Regions from separate parts of the Drosophila melanogaster genome. Here regions 2 and 3 are each linked to region 1. Evidence: chromatin contacts called from public Hi-C and HiChIP or PLAC-seq data. All regions are on one chromosome and are shown on one strand. The core of a region is the stretch at or near the end of the contact, and the rest is flanking DNA. Distances in the headings are between cores, read along the strand shown. Region 1 holds the start of spz (spatzle). Region 2 holds the start of CG31075. Region 3 holds the start of Men-b (Malic enzyme b).

Region 1 (3,986 bases), core at 1,024-3,523:
AGCTTAGCAACTTGAAAACGGATGTCCCTCTTCCGCAAGCAATAAAGACTGAATAATTGGAAAATCTAAAGGCAAGCCGATCCTGAATAAAAATCAACATAATCCAACCGGAAGGTTATTTATATAAAAGAACAAGCCAATAGTTGCTTTTAATGTATTGATAATCCGAGGACCATAATTATGCAAATAGCTTGGCGATTTTAGAATTATCAGCACTTTTAGTGCTACTCTTTAAAATATTTCTATGTTATATATATATGTATATGCAGTGATATAAATAAGCCTTGATAATAGCCCCTAATCTCGTCAAGACTTTTTATTATGCTTAAATTCTTGAATAGAGTCCATGGAATCGTCAACAGAATTTACCCAAATTAAAATTGGGTCTCGACGAGCATGTAGAAAACCCGCTTTAAGGTGCCAACCCATCTGAACTTGATTGTCTGAGAACTTTTGCGATTTCTCGGAAATGTTTTTTCCCAATCAATTAGCAATCAACCTTTTTTTAAACGCGTTCATCAGTGTTTGGCGTAGACGCAACTAAGGCAAACATTGGATCGTTTTTCCATCACAGTTTTAGGTTTTCCGTGAACCTATTGGAATTTAGCTAGAACTGAAAACGATCTTTAGAACCGGTCCGCTGCGGAATTCGCGGAAAACCGGAAAGACAAAAGTTCTCGGGCGCTTTTCAAACGGATTTTCTAACATTCGACGCCATTAATACGAACTAATTGCTTTTCTCACAGAGATGATCATACAATTTGTCCGGCAGTAAATTACTTCCAAAGTCGTGTGCAGAATGTCTGGCATTGTTTGTGTCAATTAATATTATTGTAATGCCTATGATGTGCATTTATCATATAGAGAATGAAAATTGCACATAACCTGCCGCTGGCAATGCGAACAGGTTTTCTAGTCTGTGACTAAATTTAAACTTGAAACTGCCCTTCGGCTAATGGAACTGCTAGAACAACTATGGAAAATCTAAAATAAATCTTAATAGCTAAAAAGCCCATAGCCCGAAATATATTGCAATGAAATGACAGTTATGTTAAGCATAGATTAACACGGAACAGAAAAAAACAGAAATGCAGTCGAACTTTCATAACTGGAACAAGCGAGCACCTGTTTCAAATAAACAAAAAATCAAGTTCTGGAGTCTTAAGATCTTAAGTGCTTGTCTTAAGAAGACAAGGAGACTTTAACCTTTTATCAGATTAGATAGATTTGGAATAAATTATTGTTTCGACGCAAAGATCTTTAAATTTTAAAACTTTAACTTCTTTTGAAAGTTTCCCTTATGGAGGTTCGACTGTTTTGAAATTTGTAAAATTGTAAATTTCTCACCGTGGCAAAGAAGGCGAACAGCAGCAGCAGGACTTTGAACAGCGATATCCACATGGGCGTCATCATGCTCGATCTCGGGCTTAATCAATTGGATTTATAAATATATATAGATTCTGCGGACGGCGAACGTCTGCGTCGGGGATTAGTAATAGTATATAGCAGGTGATTGGCGGATCGGTGGCGTCTTATACCAATTTTCTTATTTCTACAACTTTGTTATTATAGCGCCGGCTGCTGTTGTTTTTTAGTGATCTGTGCGTTTTTTTCTTTTTATGGGCTTTGCGTATATAAAAAATAAACAAACTGGCACGACTAAATGTTAATGCCGGGCCTTTATACTGGTAGCTGGTGTTACTGTTGCCTCTTATTTATTTATAAATATTTTGTGCGGTGGCTCTGTGTGATATGTTGGCTATTCCGTTTTGTTTGTTTCCTTTGCACGTTTGCGAGACACACAGACAGACACTTCAATTAGTCGGTTTGCTTTTCACTTTAGTTTCGCTCTCGCCGCTTTAGTGGAACCGTTTTCGGATCGGTTCGATTTGGTTGCTCTGATGAAATGCCGCGATATTGATATCGTTTATAACCGATTTGGCTTGCAACTGGGCAATGGGCTATCCAAGTAGCTGATCGCAGGATATGTGAGTCTTCAACTTTTCGGCTCTGTGCGCCGTCTTTGAGTGACACGAAAAGCTCGAGATGAATGCGCTTTTATGGACCTCAAGCCCGATACCATCTGCCACCGATCTTAAGTGTTTATAGCGACGCGCGCTGGGATTTTCCGGTCAGATCGAGAGTTTCACCATATCTCCCGGGCATGCAGAGTGTTAAGCATTAACCAAGTTCGATTTCGACTGCGATTTCGATTTGGATTTCTCGCGATCGAGAACACACGACAGCGAGAGCGCACGTCTGGGAGGCAACTGAAAATGAAAAGTGGAGCCCAGAGGCCGCCGACTCGACTCGTCTGCTCCCCCAAACAATTGCTCAGTGCTTAAGTGCAGCTTTAAGCTAGCTTGCGAGAGTGTGAGCGGGAGCGGGCGCTGTGCGCGAGCGAGACGCCGCCGGTCAGAGGCGGTGGAAGCGGGATGGGTAGTGAGCGCGAGGGTCGTGCGAGGGAGCGGGACGTCTGGGCGAGCGGACCGCGATTTTATCACAGCTGACTCCGAGCAGTGCTACTAATTGCGCCTGCTTCACGAAAAACTTTACCAGTCGGAATTATCTGAATCATATTACACTTGGAGAAAAGTAAGTGCACATCAAACTAACACTATAATGACTAACGTTTTTAATTACATCTGTTGTTAAACCAAATACAAATCACTGGAGCTTTAAGAAGAATATCAAACCCTCAATTGTACTATTTTAACACATAAGTTAAAAACATACTTTCAAAAACTAATTCCATACAAACATTTTATTCATTCTAATCAGCATAGTTGCCATAAAGCTTTGCATAAAATGTACATATCGTTTGAGTGGCATTTGACACCAAAAATTAACTTCGTTATCGCAAAATTTTTTAAAACAAATATTACGAAAAAGTTAGAGCAGCCACAGAGTAATGTTTGGATGCCTCGAAGTCAGAGCTTTGTTATCTGCGGAAGTCAATCAAAGCTGCATTTTGGATGATTAAGTTTCCGTTTGAAATAATGAATACTGTACTTAATAAACACTTATGTACAAATTTGCCCTTTTCGTCGACCCATTTTAGTAATTAACTATTATCTGTCCGCTTGTTATTGAACATACGCGATTAGAGATTTATTGCTTTTTTATTAGGTATACTTAAAGAAGCAGCGATTGAATTATCACTTTTATTTAAATCCAGAAAGAAAACAAGTTTATAGGTAGCCCGAAAATATAGAAATTTCCCCGAGCTGAAAATAACCAAACTTTGTGGCAAGTGGGTGGTTGATTACCACCTTCTCTATCGGGCTAAACCCATGTTAGCCAAGTGTAGGGCTTCTCACAGTCGGTCAAGTTGACCTGTGAGAAGGTGCCGGCCAGCACTTGTTGCTGCTGAAAGTAAAAGTGGTGCCGGGCCAAAGCTCGGCATCAAAGCTCGCGGAGCACAACTGCTCTGCTCTCGGCACCACCACCAATGAAACTATCCCCACGTTGGAGCCCATCTAATATTTCTAACACATTTGATATTCCGAACGGGTGCCGCAAACGCCAGTTCCGTTGGCGCACGCGTCATGGGAGCCGCAGATCCGAATCGCTTAAATTAGCCCGCCAGTCGCCGCCTTGGAGCGTGCTGAGGCGCTTGGGAAAGATGGTGACTCAATTGGTATTTCCGAGAACGGCGGACAAAAAACCGCATCTTTAAGTCGCACACTGCAAGTAATCGCCATGTAAACGGCATCTGACGCAGTCGTGCCTGAATGGATCTACCTTGTGTGCTTATGTTTATGGCCCAAAGTGGATGTCGTTCGCCATGGAAAAACGGGAACTTCTTAGCAGAATGCATTTTACTTGGCCATATCTACTCATAGCATAGCCTTTCCCCCGAATTATGCACCAATGACTGAGTTGAGGCCATTTCGTAGAAACATCAGCTGCACTGTTGATTCATAAGAATTTCTTTATCAATTAGTACGTAATAAAATGCAATGAAGGGGGGCTGTGTAAGTAGA
Region 2 (3,986 bases), core at 404-2,903, 82 kb before region 1:
TTGTCGGTCCAGCCGGCGTAGTACTGCAGCGTCAGGATCGAGTAGGTCACATCGAAGAGGGCCTCAGCGTAGGGCTTTCCATTGTCCTGGGTCTCCAAGCTGGCCAGGAATGCCTTGTCCCGATCCATCAGGGCACAAAGTCTGCAGGGGATTATATTGTTATACTTTATTTACGTGTGATTTATGGGTAAAACTAACTTGTTCATCAAATTGGTGCGCTGCAGAGGACTCAATTTGCGCCATTCCGAGTCGCGATGGAAGGCTTTCTTGGCCGCTTTCACAGCCAGGTCGATATCAGCCTAATAAAATATTAAGAATAATCAACAGGTACATTTCACCATCGTATCTCTTTCGAGAATGCTGGACTCACCTTATCTCCCTCGGAGACTTGGACAATCTCCTTGGATGTAGCCGGATTGAAGGTGGCAAAGGTCTTGCCCGACACCGAATCAACGAACTCATTGTTGATGAAAAGCTATAAATAAATAAATCAAGTGAGTTTTGATTTAGTGGAAAGTAAATGGAACCAATGGAATCTTTTCCGCCACCTGACAGTAATTGGGTTCGCACTGGGCATAAGTATGATCAAATTTCGACCACTTTCGTGAAACAGCCAATTGGTGTGCCAGTAGTTTTTGCAATTTGTTCATCATTGTTAGCCCAGTTTGTCAGCGATTACTTATCCGCTCAAACAAGTTATCAACCCCCCCGATTGGCCCATTTCAATTTGCCGGGGACACGCGATAATGTAAACACTGTAAAGTGTAATTCTAGTCACGATTCCAAATTGTCGAGCATGTAAAAAATACAAAACTGTTGACAATAAACCAAAGCAGTTTGAGGCTGTTATCTAGTGTTGATTTAAATTATAATGGGTCGTTGGGCGATATGAAATCGTACGACCAGCGTTCTTAAACTTTCAAGATAAAGTAGTCCGCTTATTGTAATCAATTGGAAACAATAATGAATATAGAGAAGTGGGCGTTAAAAATAAGGGCATTATAAGGAGTTTTTACTTTACAGAGAAAGAATCTTTATTAAATATTCGACTAATTGATTAGTTTTCTTTTATATATAATATTTTTTCATAATTTCGCCATTGTAAATGAGCGTTCAAAGTCTTATTCGTATCAGAAAAAAGTTCATGTTGGTCCCCAACGAATGTTTTCTTATCAGCATAGCAAACATCTTAATTATTATTGCTCTATTTCTTTTTTTTTTTTTTTTTCGAATCTGTTTATTTTTTTCATCCCACATCTGTTGATAACAATTTAAGCCCTCTATCTCCGAACAAACTAATTGCTGTTTTTTTTTTAAAATAATCGTACATATGCGTAAGGAGGCCAAAATTGCAAGTATTTGTACATATGTACTTAAATTGCGACACAAACGAGTTTGATGTGTTTCACTAGGCAGCTTACTTTAAATCATTTAACTTGTAATGCAGAAAGTGGAAGTTCAATGCACCTAGCTTAAGTGCAGCGCAGTAAGAGGGATTTGCATTATTTAATAGACAGCTGCCCACACACAATATTTATACTCACTTTTGTGTACTTGGGCTTGGCGTTGGGATCGGCCATATTGAGCGATATATACACCTTCAAGAACTGGAATAGAAACCGGCTGTCTGGGAGACGTCGCGAAACTGAAACTGAAATGCTGCCAGATGCCGATTTATATAGAGCCCCGATAACTGGCTATCAGCGATTTGTTTTGCACTGCCGTTCATCAGATTCTCACTTTGCTTGTGGTCCTCCTCTGAATTATCATTTGCCGGCCGGCATATACAAGTGCCCTACAATGTGTACGGATTGTCCATCGATTCTTTAAGTTATATGGCTTAAATATGGTTATATCAGAATTTTTAGTTAAATATATTGTTTTTAATACTACATTTATTTTTACTATACTTGGTGATATTGATTTATCACAAAAAATTATTAATGACACTTGTTTGTAATTTGACCACTGTAAGCTTTTGGGAGCGGTTGATGTCTTGGCTAGATATCCAAGACACTGTCTTATACGGATTGTGTCTAGGATGTGGTCTTATACTTTAGCTTGTATAAAATGCCCAAACTTCAATTAATAGATCAATGGGTAATATAGGGAGTTTTAAAATTTACTTCATTAAATATAAATAGGTTAAATAGTCTTATTTGCTTATAATTTCAGACACTTGTCGTCTGGATAAGCTGTTTGCCATTGTAATTTTTTATGGGGAAACTTTCGTATTTGTAGGTGCGTTGAACCAGTCCATGATCCAGAAATTTCAGTTTACTCAGCGACTGTGCAATGTAGTTGCTGAAACAGATCGGCAGCTATGTATAGATAGATCAATATTGTAACAGACACACCCACCTATAGTACTCGTAGTCGTAGCGCAGGTATGTGGAGAACGGCTGCAGTTCCAAGCCATCCGGGCAGATCGGATTGCCATGGAGGCTCAAATACTGCAGATTGGGAAAGAACTTTCTGATCAGTCGCATTGTCGTCGGCAGGTCACTGAACTGGAATCGATAAGAAATTGCAATTTTCGACGTTTATTTCTAATATACAGCAATTGAACTGTGATTCTGTGGCTTCACCTCATTTTTGTTGAGCATCAGTACTTCCAATTGTGGCAGCGGGCAAGTCAGTGTCCTCAAATGAGCCTCATGCATGCGATTGCTGTCCAGCACCAAATGACGCAGCTGCTCGAAGTCCGCCAACCAAGACAGATCCTTTAGACAATTGTGACTTAGATCCAGTTGCTCTACATGATCAGCATGCTTCTTAACTAATTCCTGGGGCAGTGTTCGTAAATTCTGTTGCACCAAAATGAGCTAAACCGGTAGACAAAATAAAAGAGATACGACTTTTAATCTTGGCTAGATAAGCTTGATTTTCCTACCTGACTGTCGTTATTTTCAGGCCTTTCCATTGCTCTGAGATAAATCGTATCTGTGGTTAGCGAGATACCTCACCGGCGATCTCCTCGTGAGCAACTGAAATGAGTGCTCGATTGTGCTGCATTCCGTAGCCGAATGCTTTTGTTTTTGGACTGTCTCTTTATTTTTTCATTTTAATTTTTTAAATACCCTACATACATGATTTTTCTGGGCATATGCTTTTATATAAGATTTTTGTTGATAATCATATGAAAATGAATCTATAAATTATGATTAATAAAGATAATCAACTATTGATCAGCTATCAGCTATTTGGTATTAGGCTATCTAAAATGATAAGGCACTTGGAATCAAAAAGTTAAAATATTTCGGAGCCTATGAGGTATTGAAAAGTTGAAACCCTCGACTCCAGTAACCTACTCCATATGCTCTTTGTTTGCGTATAACTTTGTTTGGCTTCTGTGAAGCTTTTTTCCACGACTGACGATTTCTTTCATCGCCTGAACTTGTTCAAGGCGAGAGAGGAAGAAAAACGCTAGTGATAAGTTATCAAGAGTTAACTGACATGTAGATGGCGCCAGCGGGCGACTATGATTGCACATAGAGTATACGACAAGTGGACTTAAATAGGAGACCACATTTAGTAACGGCCATTTAGGGGCTAGTCCTTCGAATGGCTTTAAGCCACTTCAAATCGGAACTGGTCAAGTGCAAGTGGCGCGATAAGTGCTCCACAATGGCAAAGAGCTGGTAAATACATTTTTAATTGCCAGCTGACCGGCAAACAGAGATGACGGCCCACTAAAGAGCCGAAATGAAAAGGCAAATGGAAAGACCAACGCGGACGGACAAAATCTTGTTTGTTAGTGGCCACACTGTGATTGACTGCAAATGGCTAACAAATTGGACTGGAGGCTGGGCCTAGTGCCCAACAAAAGGGGATGACAGCGTAAGTAAACAAAGCGCGGGATACAAATTGCGGCTCACAGCATTTAGCCGGGCACTCAATTCAATGAAACCCAACCATACGCACCGGCAGATGGGTAGATACTCATATACTTTTGCATATCTTTGAGATACGTGACGAGCAACCGG
Region 3 (3,986 bases), core at 1,080-3,579, 82 kb after region 1:
CTCCATCGGCGGCGATTTATTTTTGGAGGCTAGGGTCTAGCGGTTCACATTTACCATGTACACCACATACATATTCCAGACACCCGAATTTAGGGGGGGCTCTCAAAATAGAAACAGACGAACTTGTGTGCAAGGGACATTTCGCTTCCAGAGCAACATGAGTTTACTCACGGAAAAGTTCAATAAACACTTAATATTATAACATTTTGGGGTACTTGGCAGAACGGAAAGATAATAATAATATGTGATATGATACAAAAAAAAAGGTATATCGAGTAATTCAGATTATTTATCAGATTGCATCACACATCCCTCCAATTGGATCTGAAAGATCCGCCTTAGCTAGTTTCAACTGTATGTTGGATGGCTAAGAATAGACTGCTCCTCCAATCGCTGGAGCTTTGACATTGTTTTCTCGAGTGATTTTCCACAGCAAGATAGCGAGGGGGATTTCCCCGCTGCGAGTGGAACAGAATAGATCCCAAATTACCAGGCGCAGATACATAAATTAGTTGGCTTTGGCTTTAGCTGCTTTTGCTTGTAATTTGCAACACGAACGGACTGGCGCCATATTTGTTTTTGTTGTTACTTTGGGCATGTACATGTGCATGCGGACGTGCATGTGTTGGTGAGTGTTTCCAATTTGAATTGAGAGTGCAGCTTGCACACACGTATTGTGCAAAAAAACAAAAAGGAAAAAACAACACGCCGAGATGCAGTTGCTGCAACGTCAGCGAATTCGAATTAATCATCGGAAACGAAAATGCGGTTAAAACCCAGCTGGCTAACAGGGTGCGAGCGAGAGGGCGCTAGCCTATAATGAGAATGAGCCAGGGCCAAAGGCTGACGTCACAACGGCACAGTTAAAACACACACAGGCACATTTGACACCATTTGTTGCTCTCTCTCTCTATCGCGCTCTGCTCACTATTTTAATTAATTGCGCTGCGCTCTCTCTTGTTTTTGTTGTTTGTTTTTTGTGTCAGTGATAAGAGGGCACTACTAATCGGGCTATCTTTCATCATTTATGCGAAAATAGGAGCAGAAAACAAAAACTGTACCTTGGGTTTGTTTAGCCAGCGTTTAAACGTGTCCATCGCAGGAGGTTGTTTCTTTCCAGCTGCAGCTCCACAGTTGTTGCTCTGCCTCCTCCCCTCCTGCTCCTGCTCCTCGTCTTCTCCTCTTCCGCTGCTCTTTCTTGTTGTCCTTGCTCTCGCGCACACAAACACACGCACTCACTCACTCACTCACTAGCACTGTACACCAACACAAGTGCGTACGAGCCAAACAAAACAAAGAAAAATGCTATTTGTTTGGCAACTGCTAAATGCACATTACTGATTTTAACACTTATTGTGAATTTTGTTTAAATGCCTTGGCCTCTTCGCACTTTGCTTTCCTGCCTTTTGTTGTTCTGCTCTATCTTCTTGCTTTTTCACTTTTCGTGCTCCTCACACGCGTGACTCTGCGGTCGCATTAGGTGGAGCTGCATTTCCCTCGCGGAAACTGCGTCGGTTGTCCTGTGGCGGCCTGCAGAGGCAGTGCGTCAAAGCGGAGGCTGACCACTCGAATGTCGGGCGACTCGGATTGCAAACTTTTCCATTAAACTCGCGCAGCACTCATCCGCCCTTCGCGTTGCGATGCGATTTCCGTCGACAGCGGAGCGTCCGTGCGTTCGCAGCAAAGTTTTTTTTTCGATTAATGTGACCAGTCGGCGGGGTCTGCGATTAGTACTGCCAAGAGTATGGCGCTCTTCGGTTCGGGGGAAAATGCTGAGGACGTGTAAAAACTATCCTACACCGTTCACACTAGCAATGCGATATTGTTGTACTGTTGGATTTTCAATGTTTGACATAAGCTTATAGCTAATTGTATATCTTATCACTAAAGTTGGTAAACTGTCGAATTCGAACTATTAACATTCGTATTTGCCAAAATCAGCTTAGTATAAACACATTGAATAATTTTAATCAATAATTAATTAATGATAATAATAATAATAATAAATTAATAATAATAATAATAAAATAATAATATTAACAATGATAATAATTAATTATTACATAATATATAATGTTGTATTTCACATAGCTTAATGAATAAATTAGAATGGGTACAAACATTTACGGCTTGAAACGCTTTAAATTTACTCAAAGTTCGAAAGTGAACTAAACTTTAGGCTAACAGGTTCGCTTCCCCACTGCTTGTCCGTTCGAAAAGGTTCGAGTGCGCACTGTCCGCCAGTGGAGTACCGCACCCTGCATTCGCCTCGCACATCTGTCATTTTTTAGTGCCATTCAAGTTTCGCTGGCGCTTTCGCGTCGCTTGGTCACTAGTGTCGTTTTCGTAAGTTGTTGGGGTGGGTTAAAATCCGCGCGCAGAGCTATAATTTTATTCCTGGAAAATCGTCGTTGTCGCTGACCGCGTCGCATTGCAAAGTTACCGTACGCCACCGAAAGTATTAGCCCTTTGTAGCCGGACAACTGTCAAACGGATTTGACTGACACAAGAGCAGTGATATTAGCAGCGCAACGGAAAGCAATTATACGACATAAAAATGTTCTCACGACCCAGGTAAGCTTTTCTTTTTCGTTTGGTTTTTTATGCAAGGACTCGCCTCGAAGGATTTGTGTGCGCGTGGGTGTGTGTGTGCCTCGGGCGCAAATTATGTAAGATTTCACGATGCGGGAGGAGCAACTGCCCCAGCTGGTAGCCCAGTGACCTAGTCACTCGGATCAGACGAGCGGCCGCCAAGGCGTCCGTGTATATATACAATATATTCACATAGTATATCATCCCATTTCCCCTTCTCTTTTCCTCCTCCTTTTGCTGCGCAGCTTTCGTTTTCACTGGGAAGCGCTATGTGCGAGCGAGAGGGATTCCGATTGGGAATCGCACATGGCCTGGCATTGACCCTTCGGCTTCCCTCCCTTTCTCGCACTTGCTGGTCCCGTTCGGTGAACAGCTGTTTTCAGAATTTTCACTTTTCCCTTGCAATTGCATAAGCGTTTTCGAACATGCATGTCTTCGTTTTTTGGCTGCCAAACAAGAAACAGCTGAAAAAATCAATGGGCTGCAGAGAGAGAAACGGGGTGCTACGTATCATAAGTATATGTGCTTTAATTTTGCTTTTCTTCGGTGGAGGAATATCGCCGCACATAATTCGTATGAATTTTCTATGATTCACAGTTGGATAGGAAGTACAAATACGAATGTATTCCATTGTTTAGTAGTATTCTAAGAAAAAAAAAGGAATGGAAAGTTTATCATCATACTTTTACAATCGAAAACATTTTGTTTCCTGTGTAGCGAAAACACAACACCTTCAATACCATGGACATGGACATATATTCGAAAGATGGTCTGGCGGAATTCTAAATTTAGTGCATATACCGAAAAAATGTGTGCTTTGTTTCGCCGCTGTCAGCGTTTTTCGTTGCCAAGTTCATCAAGAATGTTTTCAGCTGGTCTGCTATCTTGCCTCTCGTTCCCACGCAAACCGTTAGCCAGAAATTTGGCTAACAAAAAATGGAAAGACGTAAAGAGTTTAATGAACTTGCCCAGCTTTTTCCTTCAGACTCCAGTTCTTAGGGCTTTTAAGACCCTAAAAATAATTATTGGTAGCACTCGGAGTATGGGGGTATCATTTACGACACGCACTTATTCCGTGTATTTGGCTCAGATATGCGAAATTGTTTAGCACTCGACGTGGTGGGGGCTCATGTGAGTGCCATTCAAATAAATGGAAAAAATTGACGAGTGATAGCGTTACCTAAACGATAATTATCAACCCAAAGTGCTCGCCTTTTGTCGGTGCAAGGGATCTCGGGGTTTCCAGCCCGGCGCACGTCACTAACCGGTTTCAACTTGACCAAAATCCAGCAACGACACCGATACCGACCCTCTGCCAATCCCAATTCCACTCCCCGCGAGCATGATTCCATCAATGAACCGCAAACACAAATTAGTCACACGCCTCTGTCCCG

Evidence for each region. Hi-C and Micro-C count contacts between places; a contact is called where the count stands out from the background. HiChIP or PLAC-seq counts read pairs in DNA pulled down with a chosen protein or histone mark.
Region 2: a contact with region 1 is called in a Psq HiChIP or PLAC-seq map of the Kc167 cell line, with 6 times the contacts expected there. The contact joins the promoter of CG31075 here to the promoter of spz in region 1. A contact is called at or near these places in 1 of 1 datasets of contacts at CTCF or cohesin (the Kc167 cell line), 21 of 107 Hi-C or Micro-C datasets (the Clone 8 cell line, the D17-c3 cell line, the Kc167 cell line and 8 more) and 3 of 6 datasets of contacts at active chromatin or transcription factors (the Kc167 cell line and the S2 cell line).
Region 3: a contact with region 1 is called in a Hi-C map of the Kc167 cell line, with 4 times the contacts expected there. The contact joins the promoter of Men-b here to the promoter of spz in region 1. A contact is called at or near these places in 4 of 107 Hi-C or Micro-C datasets (the Clone 8 cell line, the Kc167 cell line and the ML-DmBG3-c2 cell line).

What each region holds. Positions count from the first base shown.
Region 1 is chr3R:27,067,797-27,071,782 of dm6, forward strand. It overlaps spz (spatzle), which reads right to left and starts at 2,274. Exons shown (of 6, transcript NM_001144644.2): 1 at 1,348-2,274. The coding sequence starts at 1,413.
Region 2 is chr3R:26,986,864-26,990,849 of dm6, forward strand. It overlaps CG31075, which reads right to left and starts at 1,654. Exons shown (of 5, transcript NM_170304.2): 1 at 1,545-1,654; 2 at 371-475; 3 at 199-299; 4 at 1-141. The coding sequence starts at 1,580. It overlaps CG31076, which reads right to left and starts at 2,989. Exons shown (of 4, transcript NM_170305.2): 1 at 2,894-2,989; 2 at 2,589-2,825; 3 at 2,362-2,510; 4 at 2,172-2,304. The coding sequence starts at 2,923. The coding sequence ends at 2,172.
Region 3 is chr3R:27,149,333-27,153,318 of dm6, forward strand. It overlaps Men-b (Malic enzyme b), which reads left to right and starts at 2,330. Exons shown (of 7, transcript NM_143702.4): 1 at 2,330-2,574. The coding sequence starts at 2,558. CG6051 reads right to left here and starts at 1,737. Exons shown (of 5, transcript NM_001300627.1): 1 at 1,062-1,737. The coding sequence starts at 1,097.